Linked DNA regions of Macaca mulatta: region 1 is linked to region 2. The links are chromatin contacts, called in public Hi-C maps. All regions are on one chromosome and are shown on one strand. The core of a region is the stretch at or near the end of the contact, and the rest is flanking DNA. Distances in the headings are between cores, read along the strand shown.

What was found. A called contact is a pair of places that touch in the nucleus more often than the background predicts.
Region 1: a Hi-C map of fetal cortical plate shows a contact between it and region 2, with 3 times the contacts expected there. The contact joins the promoter of NUAK1 here to the enhancer-like site in region 2. A contact is called at or near these places in 6 of 14 Hi-C or Micro-C datasets (blood, cortical neurons, fetal cortex germinal zone and 3 more).

Annotation. Positions count from the first base shown.
Region 1 is chr11:113,358,298-113,363,805 of T2T-MMU8v2.0, forward strand. NUAK1 (NUAK family kinase 1) reads right to left here and starts at 3,603. Exons shown (of 7, transcript XM_001098986.4): 1 at 3,066-3,603. The coding sequence starts at 3,323. It overlaps LOC114670941 (a long non-coding RNA gene), which reads left to right and starts at 4,167. Exons shown (of 2, transcript XR_013401303.1): 1 at 4,167-4,772.
Region 2 is chr11:112,653,146-112,659,142 of T2T-MMU8v2.0, forward strand. No RefSeq gene overlaps it. Among named protein-coding and RNA genes, the nearest start is that of C11H12orf75, 83 kb to the left of the region's middle. Within about 2 kb of position 2,041, at least 5 of the 40 cell types and tissues checked have an H3K27ac peak or open chromatin away from gene starts, as enhancers often do. A contact at or near this core is called in fetal cortical plate, where this site is marked.

The sequences.
Region 1 (5,508 bases), core at 2,353-4,852, 710 kb after region 2:
CACACGGTCGCACCAGCTGACTCCAAGCATCTCATTCTGCACTTTTCTTCAGAACTGCCTTTAGCGGCACATAGAAAATGATGCTGTGTTGTGTTGTGTTTTATTCAGAAGGTCCTTCCAGGTATGCAATTAAAAACCACCACATCCTCATTTTTTTGAAACTTCTCTGCTCTCTGAAAAGAGCCCCTGCTTTCAACAGGGATGTTGATTTCACAGCATTTCATAGAGCCCCGTACCCGGCACCTGTCTTGGGCCACTCACATTAGTAAAATACGTTAGAACCACTGCTCCTCTTGAGAGACGCTGTAAAAGGCACTGATGCAAATGAAAATAAAGCATCACTTCAAAATTCTACCCAAAGATCAAAAGGCTAAATTAAGATAGCGCCCTTTCAGTTCTCCTCAACTGCACCTTCAAAGCAAGTTATGAATGTTTAGCACATCATCGGTACCAGAAGAAAACTCCAAGTTCATATTTTAGATGAAAATTTCTTGCTGCTCTTAACAGGTTCTGAGTCACCAGGCACTGTATGGGCAAGAACAACTCGTTGACCAATTTCTTGTGTGTTTGGTGTTATTTTCTGTTCAGCCAGTCACAGGAAATTCTCCACTTGACAATTCCTGTTTCTCACTTAAGTTCTTAACACCATCCGTGAGCAGTGTGCTCGGCAGGGGGAGGACAGGGGGGCCAAGGAGGACTTCCCTTCCCCAAACCTCAGTTTTCCCATCTGTTTTATGCAAGGTTTTCACCCAGGGATCTGGCTAACATTCTATAAGCTTAGCTATCAAGGAGAAAGCAGCCCCGTGAATAAATGAAGCATTTTAGAGACTGCCAGTTTCTGGGCGTGGGTCTGATGCCAGATTTAAAATCTTTATATAATTTTGGGGTAAAACTAGTGATTTAGCTGAAATTAATAGCACAATGGGAAACTGAACTAGGGTTGAACAATAACACAGCGGGACTTCAGACCTGTGGCTGGTAAAGAAGCCTCTCTCGTTCTCAGGGCGCCCCCTCGCGGCCTCTTGACTAAATCCTGACGGAATGTTCAGTTTCTGCAAATAAGAGAAAGACATCCCCCAAAGAGAAAGGCGGACTGCTGCCTACTGATGCAAATGCCTTTCACTCTAACCTAGTCTGTGGATCAGGCAGTTCGAAGAACGCCTGACAGGAAGTCCCACTGACGCTCAGAAAGGCATCTGCCATAAGACAAGGGTTCGTTCTTTAGAAGGGTCTGAGGCAGTGCCCCAGCATTTAGACTTTGGGGTCCCTTCACAGACCCCAGGCACACCCTTACCACTTCAACAACCCCTCATAGTCTCACATTCTCAACCTGCAACTCGAACTGCGTCTGTTTTTCATTATTCTGCTTCCCACCTTCCCAGTGCGATTCTTCAGCAGCTATTAAGACAACATGAGCAGGGAGCTAAGCTTAGTTTTTGCTTATTCAACATCCAGCCTGGGGAATATCACCTCAGAAGAAAAGCATGAATGAAGCGCACATGTCCCAGCCTCTTCTTCCACAAACCTGAAAATGCCTTCATCAGAGGCCACCCCTACAACCCGCCCCTGTAACAATTTCATCCTACAAAAATGGCACCTGCCCAGAGTGAATTCTCAACTACTTGCTTGCTGTAGAATTTATTACAGAGCTAGCTTTAAAAAGAAATGTACATCTCAAATTTCCAATTAATTGATAACAGATTTTTTTTTAAAATAACGTTATGGGATGAAGTTATATAGACTCAAACACCGAATCTGAGAAATGGGTTGGGAGGACATTATCCAGATATCCAGATATTTGAGAATTTGGGGACTGAACTTTGCTGACTTGGCACCCCCATTTTTTTCACAGAACTGTCCCTGCCCAAATGCAAAAGAAACATGTCAATATTAAGCTGCTATTTGACAGCTCATTTTCCTTTTTTCCTGCAGTCATTTGTTGTTTATAAGCAACCCTGAGCCCCCAAAACACTCCCAAAAGTGCACACAAGAAGCCCCATAACTAGTTTCTGACTTTGGCCCTAAATCGATTAAAATACATCTGATCTGTTTCAAATCAAAGAACCATGTTAATTTTCTGCCACACACCACACAAAATCTTTCTGCAACAGTCAGTCACTTTGAACCCAACTCTCTAGCCACAAGCAGTGTGGATTTCAAGGGCCTGTTCTGCAGAAGTGAAAATAACAACAAACCAAGGCTGGGACAAGGCAGACAGACCCCAAGGCACTCAAAGCACTTCTTGTAGCTGTGCAAATGGTGCCAGGACCCTGGCAGGGTGTCAGCTGTCACAAGAGCAGCGGGGCCAGACCCCTTCAGCAGTTTGGTAGCCCTGCAACCAGGAGCTGAAACGCAATTGAGCCGGCTGCAACTAAGCACAGCTATCTGTGTAGCTACACATGCCTTGGACATTTCACTCCTCCCAAAGCCACAATGCAAACTGTTAGAATCCTCAGACTTGCAGTAGTCTTTATTTTTGCTCCCTAACCTTGTCTCAAAAACAGGCAGGAGTCGCCCTCCCTTGCAGCCACAGCATCATCAGGGCAATGCAGAGTCTGAGTGGGAGGATGCAGAGCAAGGGGCTGCGGGCAGATGGGTGCAAGGGGGTAGGGACACCTACAAAACACGGGACTTGAGGGGCTAAAAACACGGGACTTGAGGGGCTAGCTCCTAGCTGGGAATGTGGTTATTTGGAGAGTTGTGGAAATAAGGCATTTCGGGGCATGGTCTGAATGTGTGCCTGCGAGGGAGACCCCGGCCGTCCCAACGCTGCAAAATGTTTGCAAATCTAAAACATTCCTTTGCTGCTGGGATTAAATTTTTTAAAACAAACCAAAAAATAAAATAAAATATGTGCAGACAGGATGTAACAAGTGTTTCAGGACAGAGACACGCCTGAGTCACGGGGTGCTAGGGAAAGAGTGAGGAGTCTGTCTCGGGGCTTCCCAATGAGCCCCCTCTCTGTCAAGAGAGCCCTAGGGCGCACAGATCCCCGCCTCCCACGCCATCGGTCCCCAGCCCGTCCAGCCAGCTTCCCCCGCACCCTCCAGGATTGACCCACTCACCACTCGGCCCGAAAACCTCTCGGTGGCCCTCTTGACTTTGCCGTAGGTGCCTTTGCCCAGGGTCTCCTGCAGCTCGTAGCGGTGCTTCAAGTTGTGCTTGTGGTGATGCCGCTTCACCCCGTGAGGCTTCCTGGGCTCCGGGGCGGCCGCCGCCGCGGGGGCAGCAGTTGCCCCCGCCACCGCCTCTCGAGGAGAGCCCGGCGCCCCCAGCCCCAAGTCGGGGCGGTCCCCCGCCACGGGCGCGGCGGCCCCTTCCATGTCCAAGCGCGGGGCGAGCCGGGCTGCAGAGGGCAACACCGGGCACAGCGCTGGGTTGTCGTGGTCCCCACTAAGGGAAGCCGCGGTACGCTCAAGGTCGCCCCCGCAGCATCAGGGAGGCGGCCCGATCCCGCTCGGGCTGCGGCTCGGTCACTGGCGGCGGCGGGGACTGCACATCTGGCGCCCGCGGCGCGCACGGTCCGCGCACCGCCCCCCGGCCGCGGCGAACTGTGGAGCTTCGGGCGAGGTGGCGGCGGTGGCAGGGGAGGCGGTGGTGTTTGCAGGAAGGAGGGGAGAGGGTGGCTCGGAGCGCAGGAGGGGGAGTGTTATGTGGGGCGCCGCGCCCCCCAACCCCTCCCCTGGAGGACGCGCAGACGGGGCGGGGGCGGGGGCAGGGACGGCGCTCGCGCTGCCCCGGGGGAGGAGGAGCGAGGGGCGGTGCAGCTAGGGCTTCCCCCACCTCCCTGCAGCCACCCCGGGCCGGGGCCGCCGTGAGCTGGGAGGGGGATGGGAGCGTGTCGCGACTCGCTCTTTGTGCGGCGCGGCGTAGGCCACGGCGGCGGCGGCGGCGGCCAGGGGCGCTTGGTCCTCGCTGGGCCGGAGGGGACCGGGAAATTCCAAGCTGGGCGCCCCCTCCCCGGGCGCTCTAGGGCTCGCCAGTCGCAGCTATCGCGGGCCCTCCGCCGCCTCGGGGCTCCGGCTCCGGCCGCTCGGCCTGGATTCCTGCTCGCGCCGGGACGGCGGTTGCGGCTGACCGAGCCCCGGGGCCAGGGAAGCTAGAGCGCCGCGAGCCGGGGGCCGCCGGGACCTGCTCGCCATCCGGCCGGGGGCGCCGCGGGCCCAGGCGCCCCTTCATTTTCTTGTAGGTGTCGCCGCGGCCTGGCGGCCGGAGCTGGGGGAGGGGGCAGGGAGGCCTGGTGTTGGGTTACAGGCGGTGACTCACGGACCTTGCCCGCCGAGGCTGGCACCCCGCGGGGCAGAGCTGCGCCCGCCTGGGGCACCTCCGAGTCCAGGAGAATCCCAAGAGCGGCGCTTTGGCCCCGGACCCCGCGCCCTCTCGGAAGAAAGGAGAGTCGGGGACGAGGGAGGCCGGGAGGCTGAACCCCGGGCCCGCCGTCGAACCGCCGGCCCTCGGACACTATCTGGACCCCGGCAGGGACAGCAGCCTGGAAGGGGAGGAAGGCCGGGGACGTGGAAGAGATGAGGTTCTAAAGGCGCTGAGATGGAGCTGGCTCCCCAGAGGCGCCCACACTGCCAGCGAAGGCCGCCATCGGAGGTGGGCAAACCAGGGACCTGGGGTGGACCAGGAACCCCGGCCTGCTGAGCAACCCCTTTGCTGAGCAGGAGGCGACTTGAAGGCCTCTTGCCTCCTTAGGCCTTGGAAGATTTCCTTTCACTGTAAGGGCCAGCCTGATCCTGGCGATGGTGACAGGAACGGTACCCCGCACGGTAAGGGTCAGGCAGGAAGGGCCTCCCACCGCGGTGTGACTGCCCCCCTTCTAAGAAGAGACCATGAAAAATAAGGAAGAAAGCTAGAGAAAAAGGTCTTGGGGAATTTTTTTTTTTTTTTAAACAAATGGTGCAATATACCAGACTGGGGTGGGAAGAGTGAAGGCTGAAGAATATCTGGTGTTCTGCAAATCGCATGGCGATTCTTTTCCACCAGTGGACCTCACTGGAGCCTCCTCTGCAGCTCTCAGGTCCAGCCCTTCCTCTGCATTCCCGCCGCCTTCATTCCTGTCTGCCCCTCCTCACCTTACCCCGGACTCCTGCAACAGCCCGCCCTCCCCGGGAGCCTCCTCACTGCTGCCAGAGTAATGGCCTGAAACACTGCCCTCATCCTCCACACATGTGTCTCTGCTGTACTCTGACGCGTGATATTCTTACCTGTCCAAACTTTTCTTCTACTGAAGTTTGACACAAACTCCCCTGCCCCTTCTTCCCTTTCCCAGGATCAATCACAGAACACAAACACAAAGGTGCATCATGCCTATTCAGTTCCTATTCTGTCCACCATCATGCCTATTCAATTCCTATTCTGTCCACCATCATGCCTATTCAATTCCTATTCTGTCCACCATCATGCCTGTTCAATTCCTTTTCTGCAGGGCCTCCCTGCCCCCCATCCTGAAACTGTTCTGCTTTCTATACAAAGTTTGTGGATGTTGTCCCTATAGATCCTACA
Region 2 (5,997 bases), core at 791-3,290:
AGACCAGAATGGCCAATATGGTGAAACCCCAAATCTACTAAAAATATAAGAAAAAATTAGCTGGGTTGGTGGTGCTCGACTGTAGTCCCAGCTACTCGGGAGGCTGAGGCAGAAGAATCACTTGAACCCGGGAGGCGGAGGTAGCAGTGAGCCAAGATCAAGCCACTGCACTCCAGCCAGGATGACAGACCGAGACTCCGTCTCAAAAAAAAAAAAAAAATTCTCACAGGACCATGAACCCTATTGTGAACTGTGCATGCGAGGGATCTAGCTAGCATGCTTGTTAGGAGAACCTAACGAATGCCTGATGATCTGAGGTGGAACAGTTTCATCCCAAAGCCGTCCTCTCTACCCACTCCACCCCATCTGTGGAAAAGTCTTCCATGAAACTGGTCTCTGGTGCCAAACGGTTGAGGATGCTGTCCTAGACCACCCAGTCCTGGCCAGAGGGGCCCAGACAAACCACAGAGCAGACCCACCGGTTCATGGGAAATAATAAGGGTTTGTTGTCTTCACTCACTAAGTTTTGGGAGTCATTTGTTACAGAGCAAAAGCTTATTGATGAGTAGGTCAGCATGTTTGTTCAGAATGTTTTGGTATTTGGAAAACCTATTTTCTTCCCCCCTCTAGGTTTCCAGATTTCCAATAAAATTCTAGCCAAATCCATGTTTGTTTTTTCAGATCCTTTTACAAAGCACCCTTTCAATTACCTTCTTCAGCTCTGAAAAGGGAATATAAGAGGCCTTTACTGTTCATATTTGCTAAAGAAAATACACGCTTTCTAAAGAAAATACACGCTTTCAGAGCTGCCATTGTTACTGAACAGAAAACACAATCACCACTGGAAAAAACAAAGGACTGTTATTTGATCATAAATATTCTAAAGAGAGCAGTATGCTGGTTATTAGCTGAACTGAGTTTTTGGAGGAGAATTTGCGGACCTGATGCAGTGAATTAAGTGGAAATGTGCTAAAAAGAAAAAAGAAAAAGAAACCCAAAAGGAAACACAAACCAAGTACCTTCTAGCTGCCTACTGGAAAAATATTTTCATAGCACATGGTTGTTGGCACCAAGTAGGGACTTGATAAATGTTTGTTGACTGAATAAATGAATACATGAATGGTAGGAATCTGTGCTACTGTGCTTGAAAAATGTGCTACCCTGCTGCCCTGGCTCTGGGATCTTGGCGGGATCATGTTGACATTAAAGTAGAGGAATTGGGCTCAGTAATGTTAAGATTTCCCAAACTCCCTAGAACTTTGGTGAAATTCTAGGGTCTCCACTTCTGTAGGATATATCTCTCCCCTTTTCATACTTCTGTTTTCTCTTCTGAAAATGAGAGTATCTGACCATTTTGAAAGCTTAGGTTTTGGGATTTGCCATGGGGTAATGGAATGTCCCCGGGGACAGTGATCTGCATTTAATTCCTCACCAGGCCTCTCACCAGATGTTTGTGTGACGTCAAACTCTCTGTGCTTCAGCTTCAAAATCTATATAATGGGGACAATAATACTACTTGCAGGGTTGTTGGGAGAATTCAAAATAATATATGCAAAGTGCCCGGTATGTGGGTGCTAAATAGCTGGAAGTTATGATTAATTTGTAATGGGTACATTGTAGATTTATATAGAGTGAGGAGAATACAATTGGCACTATTCTAATGGATCTTGCGATTCATCTAGTATTTCTGATTTTATTCACAATTGTCAAATATTGGGGAAAACTCCTCTGTGCCCATTCAGCCTCATGTCTTTATTTAGAATTCTGAACTCTTTCTTTCCAAGTATTTCCTCCTCCCAGCGCCCATGGGGACAAGTCACATTTCTTGAGCTGCTAAATTGAATGGCAGCTGCCGCTTACTCCATATGTTTCTCATTCTAACATGTTGTCTCAAATATTTTTAGCTACTAAGCACACACTCTGGTCTGCTATGTTTTGCCTTATAATTTTTTTTTTTTTTTTGCACATTTTAGATGCCTGCTTTTGGGTTTTGCATTATTCTGTGGTTTCCTGCCCACTTGCTCCGCCCTTTAATTGCTCCACCAGCAGTCAGTCTCCGCTGCCTGCCAAGGCTGGCTCCCCCTTTTCCTAATATCCCCGACTCTCCCCAAGGGCCGTCTTTAATCCAACAAGCTCTCCAATGCTTTGCAAAATTGAACCCCCTCTGTTTATCCTGCCCCCTCCCCTCAATGTCCGTGGCAGTTATCTCACTTGGGCTCCCATTTCCTGCTCTTATTCTTGGCTCCCTGCCAGTCATCACACATTCACATGAAATCCTGCCTCTCCTCACCGAAGGGAAAGGCTGTTTCCATTCATGGAAAGCTCATTTGTCACAAAGATGCTACACCCTTGCCATAGGCAGGGTGTGCTTGGGTTTCCTGACATGCCCCGGGCAAGGTTGGAGGGCTCTGGTCCCAATAGTTATTTACAGTGAAGGCAAGTTAGGTTAGAGAACAGTGTGGTCTTTGTGGTGTTGGGGAGAGAGCATGGGCTGTCAATTCTGACTGACCTGGATTTTGGTCCATGTACCATTTCTTAGCCTCAAGTCATTTATGTGTGAAATGAGAATCATCTTATTCCCTACCTCACAACAGTATTGTGAGGCTCACGAACAGAGGACTCAACACAGAGCCTGGAGAATGGTATTTGCTCCATACGTATTCTATTTTCTCCCCCTTTCATTGATTGCTAAGGCTTCCAGATCAGCCAAAGTCTCAACAAGAATGAAAATGACACTTCAAAAGATTTAAGTGAAGAGAGTGTCATGAAGATTATTTGTAGAGATGTGGGCTTGGGTAAGAAACACTCTGGGACCAGAAACAGCAGAAGTCCTAGTGCCTGCCGAAGGGCAAGACCAGGGTGAGCTCCTACCCACAGTATCAGTGAGAGCTGGAGCCCTGAGACAGGGATGGGGCCAATTGGCACTTGGAAAGTGTGCTGGGGTCTTAGTGAACTGACGTCATTTCCTCTTCTCTTCCCCAGGATTTGAGATTTCTAAAAAAAAAAAAAAAAAAAAACCCATATAAATCTAAATTAGTTAAAAAAAAAAAAAACAAAAAACAAAAAACCTAAAGCGGTTGGAAGGGAGCTATGGCTTAGGTAGAGAAACACAGCCCATCAAAGAGGGACTAGGGATTTAAATAACCCTCTCTTCTCTCTTCCTGTCCGTGCCTTCTGTTGGGTGAAACTAGAAGCCAGAGGGCAAGGGGTCCTGGGTGGAGATGTCCAGTGGCATTAGCCCCCCAGGTACAGAGAAATGCAGAGAAAGATGCAAAATGGACCTGGAGGAGCTGAGAATCATCTTGTCATTTGTCACCTATTAGCCGGTCGCTTTGTACAAGGCCTTGAGTCTCAGTTTTCTATAGAGTGGGCATCAAACTTGTCTACCTCTTGTCCACCTCACAGGGCCATGGGGAACAGCCAGTGAAAGCATTAAAATCATTCACTTGCTATTTGACCCTCTTCTTCATTTGCATTATCTCACTTAATTCCCAAACAGCCGGGTAGGGTATAAGGCAGAGAGGCCAGGGGACAAGGACAGGCACTTTGAAATCAGAGGAAGATGGTCAACTGTGGCTCAGCCAAGCTTTTTAACTGTGAGATCATGGGCAACTGAAACTCTCTGAACCTCAGCTATTGTCTTACTTTGGGTTTCCCCAAAAGCACATCCTGAGACAAGTATTTGAGTGCAAGTAGTTCATTTGGGAGCTGATCCCAGGATGCACCGGGAGGGACTGGGCAGGGACTCAGAAAAGGGAGGAAACCCAATTATTGATGTATTCACAAGTGGGCAACTCGGTCTCAGTGCCACAAGGGCCCTGAAGACTGTGCAGGGCACATCCTGGGGTTGGTCTACTGCAGGGTGAGGGTGCTGGGGTGTTTATCCACCAACTTCCATCCCTCACTGGCTGAGGGTTGTTCTTGGAAGTTTTAATTCCCTGGCCATTTCACACTGCCTGCTGTGGCCAGAGGAGACTCAAGCAGCAAGAGAGTGCCATGGGGTGGAGACACACAGGAAGCCACATAGATGCCCTCCAGCGTGGGCCAGGAGGGAATGTGTGGGGGACTGACAGCATCTGTTTTGTTTTTCTAATTTGCATGCTAGAGATGATGTCTATGTCACAGGACAGTGACGCAGATGAAATGATTAATGATTAAATGGCCAAATGTCTTCCAAGTGCCTGGCTCATAGTAGGTATCCAAAGAAAAGGAGGCATTCATAGTAAAGATGGGTAAATATTCATGTGTTACAGATGGAAGCAAATGGGACTCAAAGAAGTTAAGACATTTGCCCTAAATCACACAGACAGTTCTTAAGTGGCCAAGTCAGATCTGGCCCCAGTTTGTTCCCCGTCCACTCTGCCGTGGCTACCTCCTGTTAATGGACTATACATTTAGAGTGCTTTTGCCTCATAAAGTGTGAGAAGCTCCATAAATATAAAATGTTTGTAGTCCCAGGCTTGCTAGCTCAAATCCAAGTTAAATTGACTCTTGGGTAGTTCTTCCCTCAGCCCTGATTCTCATAAGCTCAAATATATATTTTCTTAGTCCCCTGGGATCCTCCATTCTGTGCCCCAACAATCCCTAACCCTTCATTAGTAATGCCTAGGTGTCTCCACATATTTCAAGGGGTGCCAGAAAGTCTCCAGACAAAATAAAATATGCCATAAAACACTAAGTGCATAAAACTCTAGACACCTTGTTCTCCATGTCATGTTTCCTTTTAAAAACAAATATTTTGAAATGCCCTCTTTACTATCCTGCTGATACACACATAAAAACTAATAAAATGCACAAACTCTTTTCTTAAAAATTGTGGGAAGATATTCATAATAAAAAACTTACCATTTTAACCACTTTCAAAGTGTATGGTTTTGTGTTTTTTAGTACATTCATATTGTTCTGCCACCATCACTACCATCTATCTCCAGGACTTTTTCATCCTCCCAAACTGAAAATCTGCATTCCTTAAACACTAATTCCCCATTCCCCTCTCCTCCCAGCCCTGCAACTACCATTCTGCTTTGTGTCTCTATGAATTTAACCATTCTAGGTACCTCATATGAGTGGAATCATAGAGCCATTTGCCCTTTTGTAACTGGCTTCTTTTCCTTTTCTCTCTTTCTCTCTTTCTCTCTTTCTTTTTCTTTCTTTCTTTCTTTCTTTCTTTCTTTCTTTCTTTCTTTCTTTCTTTCTTTCTTTCTTTCTTTCTTTCTTTCTTCTCTCTTTCTCTTCTTTTTCTCTCTTTCTCTCTTTCTTTCTCTCTTTCTTTCTTCTTCCTTCCTTCCTCTCTCTCTCTCTCTTTTTTTTTTTTTTGACAGAGTTTTGCTCTGTCACTCAGGCTGGAGTGCAGTGGCATGATCTTAGTTCACTGCAACTTCTGCCTTCCTGGTTCAAGCAATTCTCGTGCCTCAGCCTCCCGAGTAGCTGGGACTACAGGCATGCACCACCATGCCCAGATAATTTTTGTATTTTAAGTAGAGTCAGGGTTTTGCCATATTGACCAGGCTGGTCTTGAACTCCTGACATCAGCCTCAGCCTGGAGTTTATAGGATTATTGGAATGAGCCACCGCACCTGGCGTGCCTTATTTCACTTAGCATAAATTATTCAAAGTTTATGTTGTAGCATGGGTCAGAACTGCCTTCCTTTTTATGGCTGAACAGTATTCCATTGTATGTATACGGCACTTTTTTTCCTTTTAAATTCAGGGGGTATATGTGCAGGTTTGTTACATGGATATATTGCATACTGCTGGGGTTTGGGCTTCTACTGAACCCATCACCCAAATAGTGAATATAGTAACCAATAGGAAGTTTTCGACTCTTGTCCCTTTCCTTCCCTCCCCCTGTGTGGAGTCCCTGGAGTCTACTGTTTCCATCTTCATGTCCGCATACACCACATTGTGTTTATCCATTCATCTGTCGATGGACACTTGGGTCGCTTCCACCTTTTGGCTATTTTAAACAGTGTTGCTATAAACATGGGTATACAAATA